2 separate regions of the Rattus norvegicus genome follow, and region 2 is linked to region 1. Evidence: chromatin contacts called from public Hi-C data. All regions are on one chromosome and are shown on one strand. Each heading gives the region's core, a stretch centred on a gene start, on an enhancer-like site or on the middle of the called end of the contact. The rest is flanking DNA. Distances are from core to core; before and after follow the strand shown. Region 1 has its middle 9.4 kb from the start of Dpf3l1. Region 2 holds the start of Psmb7 (proteasome 20S subunit beta 7).

What was found. Hi-C and Micro-C count contacts between places; a contact is called where the count stands out from the background.
Region 2: a contact with region 1 is called in a Hi-C map of psoas muscle, with 2.3 times the contacts expected there. The contact joins the promoter of Psmb7 here to the enhancer-like site in region 1. A contact is called at or near these places in 2 of 12 Hi-C or Micro-C datasets (hepatocytes and psoas muscle).

The regions. Positions count from the first base shown.
Region 1 is chr3:42,613,215-42,616,850 of GRCr8, reverse strand. No RefSeq gene overlaps it. Among named protein-coding and RNA genes, the nearest start is that of Dpf3l1, 9.4 kb to the left of the region's middle. Within about 2 kb of position 2,085, at least 2 of the 93 cell types and tissues checked have an H3K27ac peak or open chromatin away from gene starts, as enhancers often do.
Region 2 is chr3:42,825,970-42,829,241 of GRCr8, reverse strand. It overlaps Psmb7 (proteasome 20S subunit beta 7), which reads left to right and starts at 1,772. Exons shown (of 8, transcript NM_053532.1): 1 at 1,772-1,840; 2 at 2,236-2,329. The coding sequence starts at 1,779.

The DNA.
Region 1 (3,636 bases), core at 836-3,335:
AGTGGGTGGTTTATCATGAGTGGTGTCTCCTGCCAGATATCAAGATCAGGGAATGTCACCTCCTGAGACCCTCTTCACTTCACCGTCATGCGTCCTCAAGGCCTCATGACACCATTCCCAAAATCTTCCAAGAAAGCCGTGGGTGTCTCAGACTCACACTATAAGCTCACATCCCCTCTTACCACCTGACCTTTGACACAAAGGCACAGTGTGACATCAGCGCTTCCTCTTCAAAGGTCCCTCTCTAGTTTTCTCACCCCCCATTCCTGAGCCCCTAGACCCATACCAAAAGCTCTAGACAAAACTGGCACTTCTAAGTCCTTGACTGTGACAAGCCAGGAAGGCCAGAGGCTCCCTTCTGTGTCCCGGAGCCTGGAGAATACCTTCAAGGGCTCCCGCAACACACCCACCCTCACCAGGCTGCGGAGCTGGTATGCTGTTGATTTCCACACAAATAACTCATTATTTCATGCTCCAGACCAGAAAGCCCCACACGTGGAGTTAATTCCCATCCTGACAGAGGGCCAGTGCCAGCCAGAACTGGGAGGTTTGCTCAATACCCCCTGGGCACCGCTGTTTCCATCACGGGGGTTAATTAGTCCCCAAGAGCCCCTGGCCCAGGGAGGCTGTTCAGCCTGGGAGGCCAGAGGCTCAAATCAGTTTCTGCCTCTGTATGTCCACCAGACACGGACTGTGTACCACCACCGCCCTCAGTTTTCCCATCTGCAAAACGTGCAAGTGAATCCGTGTGATCTCCAAAGTACTTCCCGGGCTTGAGGTTCCCGAGACATGCTGTGGCTTCCCAGCAAACAGCCTTTTACGGACCAGGAGGACTGTCCACGTCATCATGGCATTTACAGTCCTCCTCGGCATTGCCTGGTAGCACTGGAAAGTGGTCCTTGACATCCGACGACTTTGACGACCAAGCAGAGCACTCTACAGGGTCATTTGACATTTACAAGAACCCATGATGCCTTGTAACATTCTCTGACATTCCAAAGCATCTTATGACATTCCTCAACATCCACCTTCCCTCTGTGCCTTTCCAGCTACTGTATTCTGTGACATTCTACATTCCTACCATGTGGACTTGCTTGCTTCTGAGGGACCCCCATGACATCTAGCCCATGCGGCCTGAATCTCTCCCACTCGGGGTACATGACATCTGTGGGTAGACGTCCTTGAGCTTGGCTACGCAGGTTCTTTCGGGGGACCTTGCAGGCCAATCTCTCTAGCAATAGTAATCTATTTCGTACCTGAAGAAACCACCCTTTGCCCCTCACTGCCACTAGAATAGTTCAAGAATGGTTCCTTCCTTTTACAGGGGAAGAGGGTGTCCAAAGCAATAGTTTAAGTATACTAGGTATCTGAAATTCTTTGGCCTGTGGGAATGGCAATCATACATAGTTTGACTTAGTATAAAGGAGGTGGGCCTGGAAGTCAGACAATCCCCAGGACAAACTGTGACCTGTTACCTGTGAACTGGGACACCCTTGCCAGGGCTCCCTCGCTGAAGCTGTAATGGCTGACAGGTGTAACTTTGTCAAGTCGTGGCAGAGGATGCAGTGAGGCAGGGCAGGAACTTTCTCCAGGATGGGGAATAGAACACAAGGAAGACTTCATGGTCTTCCTCCCCTAGGGCAATTGCTAAACAGCTTGGTGAAAAAAAGGAACTTTCTTCTTCTGTGGGCCTCAGCTCTCCCATCTATCAAATGGGTAGCAAACGGGTCATCTAGTTTTGCTAACCTGGACTTCTTGGGCTGGGAGCAACAGGAAATCTTGAGGTTTGGGTGTGCCTGCATAGTGAGTAAAGCCAGGACACTGGTGAACAGGTTAAAACTTCAAGGGATGAGGCCAGGTCAAACCTGACAAATAGCCACGTTCTGAGTAGCCAAGTAAAACAGAGTGTAAGGCTCTCTTCCGTTGAGTTTCAGGAGAGCAGTACCAAGGTTCTTTAGCCAGAGAAGCAAGGAGATAGGACCTAGTTGTCTGCACCCTTTCAAGTCCCCTGTGGCCCCCGAGTGGCAAGGACTTGAGCCCCTGCAGAAACCTTAAGAGACTTTGCCCCCTAGTGACCAGGATCTGACATTGCAACTCAGGGCTCCCAGCTCTGGAAGGTGGCCAACTCTGGTCCTGTTGACTTACCAGTTGACCTTTGCAGGGAAAACCTTAGGGAGCAGAGTTTGGGAAGAAGGGAGACACGATGAGGCAAACTTTGAGGGCTGGAGGTTAAGGAGGCTTCATTAATCCCATGAACAAATATTAAGCACCTACTGTGTGCTGGGCAGTGTGCTGGGCTTTGGGACTCGGTGTTAAATAAGACAGTCACACTGTCCAAGGCTTATCGGCTGGCTGAGGCCCTACTATGTGCCAGGGTTTTAACTCCTCATATTTTTCACAACCACTATGAGAAGTGAAAAATTATTATCTGCATTTTACAGGGAGGGAAACTCAGGCTTGTGACTGTTAAAAAGCAGAGCTTCAATTCTGAATTAGATCTAGGTGATTTCAGACTTGAACGACTCATGAGCTCTGTCTGTAGTGTAAAGAGCCTGTGGTAATCACCTCCTCTGGGAGGTGAGGCCAGTGAGGTACCTGGTGGGTGAAAGGTGAAGGAGTTCTGAGCTTCTGCCCTTCTAACAGTTGAGGGCCAGATATTCTCCAGGAGGCAGGAACTGAGATCCAGGATCCTGGCATAGCTTCTCCCTGGTGTGGGTTCCTTTGTCTAATGCTCACACCCCAGGCTTGCTCTACATATAGCATGGTGGGGCCAGCTGCCTGGAGAACTACCCTTCCCTCAAGACTGCTAGGGCTCTATAGAGTAACCCCACTATTTCTGTTGGACCCTACAATCACCCCAGGGTATGGAAAGAGTTTGACACAACTCTGAACAGGCTCTACTTAGTGCCTTTAAGAGGGGGGCACCCAGGGGAGGGGTCACTCAGGGGATGGAGCATCCAGGGGAAGGGGCACCCAGGGCAGGGACCATTCAGAGGAGGGAAAACCTAGGGGAGGGGCCACTCAGGGGAGGGAGCACCCAAGGGAGGGGCCACTCAGGGGAGGAGGCACCTAGGGGAGGAGGCACCCAGGGGAGGGGCTACTTAGGGGAGAGGCCACTCAGGGGAGGGGGCACTCAAGGGAGGGGCCACTCAGGGGAGGGACACCCAGGGGTTCTGCTCTCCTCAGCATAGCAGACAAAGGCTTTTCTTCATGCTTGCTCTGTTTCCAGGTGAGGACACATCATGGCCTCCTCAGTCCAATAACATGGAGCCAGCTCCTGGAAAGTGGCAATGGCAGGCTATATCTAGGGTGGGACAACAGGCCCAAACTGGGCTATAGGGTCACCGTGAGCAATGGGCTTGCAGTCAGGACTCTGTAGGGAGGCATCAATGTTACTGGAAGGGCTGATGGGACATAGAATTGCAAGTGGACTGAAGAAGTCACAGGACCGTGCATGTAACACCATGTGGGTATAAACAGCTGAGGTGTGGTTGACAGTGATACTCGGGTAGCTGACTTTGTATATGCTGGGTTGACATGGGGCAATGGGGCTATAGGGTCACAGTGAGCAGGGCTGGAGGTGCAGGGTGAGATTCTGTGTAGTTTTCACTATGCTGATGACCCTGGGGAAGGAGA
Region 2 (3,272 bases), core at 523-3,022, 210 kb before region 1:
TTGTTATCTTCACCTGTGGCTGTCAACAAGCAAGGACTCAAGCTACACTGGATTAGGACCCACTCTCCTAGTCTATTCTTAGCACAAGGGGTAGGGCTTCAAAATTAAATTTATTTTATTTCAAAAGACCCAGAGATGCAATCAGATAGAACTTTATTTGTAGTGAACATTTACTAAAATCATAGTTGAGACACTGGTTCTAGACCCTTGGGATGCCATTCATTCATTCATTATGCTAGGCACATAGTAGGTACTTAATAAATATTTGCAAATGAATTAATTTCATAGTCGTGGAGGGTGTCACCTATTGTCTAAGTAAGTTTAAATTTTTTCCCTGACTTCCACAGCAAGCATTACATTTCTCTCAGTAGGAGATTTTGTTAAAATTTACATAACATTGCATTCATAATGCTGAATAACATTTTGAACTCTGTGCCCACTGTACAATCCCGTGCCTCTTCTTCAGCCCTAATAACTACTGATTCACTTTATGCTTCTATGGATTTGTCTATTTTGAGATACTTCATACAAATGGAACTGTATAGGGCTAGGGAGATGGCCCAGAAGTTGAACAACTTGCTATGCAAGCATGAGGATTGGAGTTTGAATCCCCAGAATCCATGTAAATGCTGGTGGGTGTATCGGTTGACTTGTAATGCCAGTGCTCAGAGGACAGGGGCAGGGATCCTTGGAGCAAGATGGCTAACCATCTTGTATTGGTGAGCTCTGGGTTCAACTGAGAGACTATGCCTCAAAGGTAAGGTGGAGAGTAATGGAAGACTCCCAACATTAACCTTGGGCCTCCATATACATGCACCCACATGCACTCACAGGCATGTGAACTCGATTACACATGAATGTACATGCATATCACATGTGAATGTAATTATGCAATGTGTTTTTTTCCATGCCTACCCTCTTTATACTTAGCAAATTGTTTTCAAGGTTCACCCCTGATTTAGTTGGTATCACATTTCCTTCCCTTTCATGGCCCAATACTATTCCACTATGTTGATATATCACATTTTGTTTATTCATTCATCTGTCAATGGGCATTTTTGCTGTTTCCAGATTTGTCTGTTATGACCCTCGTTGCTATGCCTATTTGTGAAGAAGCACTTGTGAACTTAGTTTTTCAGTGACAATTCAGGTTTAAGATCCAATTCATTTTGCGGAGCAGATGACCATTTTACATTCCCACCTGTCACAGATGAGAGTTAAATTTATACATTCTCTCCAACACTTGTGATTTTCTCTGTCCGACTCCAGTCGTTGTAGTGGGTCCAAAGTATCTCATTGGGGGCTGGGGGTTGCATTTCCCTCATGCCTCGTGGCGTGAAACATCTTTTCATGTGTCTGGCTTTCTGAGGAAGGTGAAAGCTTCGCCGCACAGGAGGAAATAGGGAGTTGAAGGGACTTGCTCAGCGGCTGGGACCTGGGGTGTGTGGATGTCCCTGAAACATGAGGGATTCTAATTTAACGGTAGAAACAGATCTGGTCTGAGCGCCAGGAGATTTGGTAATTGGGGGAATTTTATTTATCTGACTTAACAAATACTGTCCCTTCGGCTGGTCTTTAGTTTCCTCTCCCCAGGATTTGAGGCAAAATGTTCCAAAGATCCGAGCCTCTCTAGGAACTCAGGAGAACTCAGGAACTCTATGCCCAATAAAGCCAGTTCCAAGTTTGCCCCGCCCTTTCATCCTGTTCCCCAGCTGCGCCGGAAGTGTAAATTCTTTTTGGTTGCTCCGCCCTCGGCCCGGAAGCACTTTCTTGGGAAGATGGCGGCTGTGTCGGTGTTTCAGGCACCGGTCGGAGGCTTTTCTTTTGATAATTGCCGCAGGTATGTTCATGCTCAGGGGCGCGATCGGGACGCGAGTAGGAGTTCCGAACCCGGGGTCGTGCCGGAGCTGGGCTGCGGCCTAGGTCGGAGGCCTTAGGCGAGCGTGGGGATGATGCCCGCGGCCGAGTGACTCAGGGAATCGGGCCCCAGCGTGGGCTGCTTCTGAGACCGGCGCGGCTCTCTCCCCTTGCCTGTGTGTAAGGATTTGGTCCTTCCTGTGTCTTTAGTGGGGCGGGGGTCATAGCCCCAGTCTCTTCTTGCTCGCGGATGGTGCTGATGATGGGAGAATCCAGTAAACAGACGAGGGTGGAAGCAAACTGAGTTCCCTCCTAAGCACCCACTCTTCGCGCCAGTGGTCTTGTCCTCTAACACTTGCTTTCTGTGTCTTCCCTTAGGAATGCGGTCTTGGAAGCTGATTTTGCAAAAAAGGGGTTCAAACTTCCGAAAGCTCGGAAAACTGGCACTACCATCGCGGGGGTGGTCTATAAGGTAAGCCGAGATAGGCCGACCGTAGCAGTAACTGACCTTTTAACAGTAGTTAGACCACTTGGACTCAAACTTCCAGCTAGATCTGCCAGTGCAAATGTCAGGGTGCATCATAAAAAACGGCTTTTATTAGGAAATGCTTTAACCAGGAGGTTTTACCCATTAAATAGTTTGTATTTATTCATTTTGAAGTTTTAGATGTGAGGGCAATTTGGTTTTTCCTAAGGTGCTCTAGGAAGCGGGATGATATAATGGGAAAGCACAGAATTTGGGATTAATTGGTTAGTCTAGATGTTTAATGCATTTATACTGCTTCTATTGAACTGCATGGACAGTTCAGTCTCCCCTGTTTTGAGACAGGGTCTCATTATATAGCCCTGACTGCCCTGGAACATAACGGGTAGATCAGGCTGCTTTAAACTCCCAGAGATTTACCTGCTTCTGCATTCGCTTCTGGAACGTTGGGATTAAGTGATTACTGGCAGGCCACTCTGCCCTCAGCTTTCTTCACAGAGTTAAAACTCCATCCATCAAATGGAGAGAAATCCTGAAATAAACTGTAAAAATCATAAAGGCTAGTGATTAATGTTGTTAATGGGTAAAGAGAGACACATTTCAAAAACTGATAGAGGTAGCTGTTTCCTTGATTTTTCTCTGTATAGGTGTGTGTGCACATGCTATGGGAAAAGTGGAGAGGTCAGAGAACAACTTGGTGGAGTCTATTCTGAGCCTCATGTGGGTTCTTGCAGTGGAAGTCAGTTTAACAGACTTGCAGGGCTAGTGTTTTTTACTCGCTGAACAACCTTGCTGACCTAGAAGTGGTTATTTTGTTGGAAAGATTGTGGATCTTCATTCTACGTTTTTTCTTTCCAGTTTAGATCTGTGATTTGTAAGGAATTTACTGAATCTCTGAGCCTTGATTGAAGATGAAAATAAGTCTTAATCA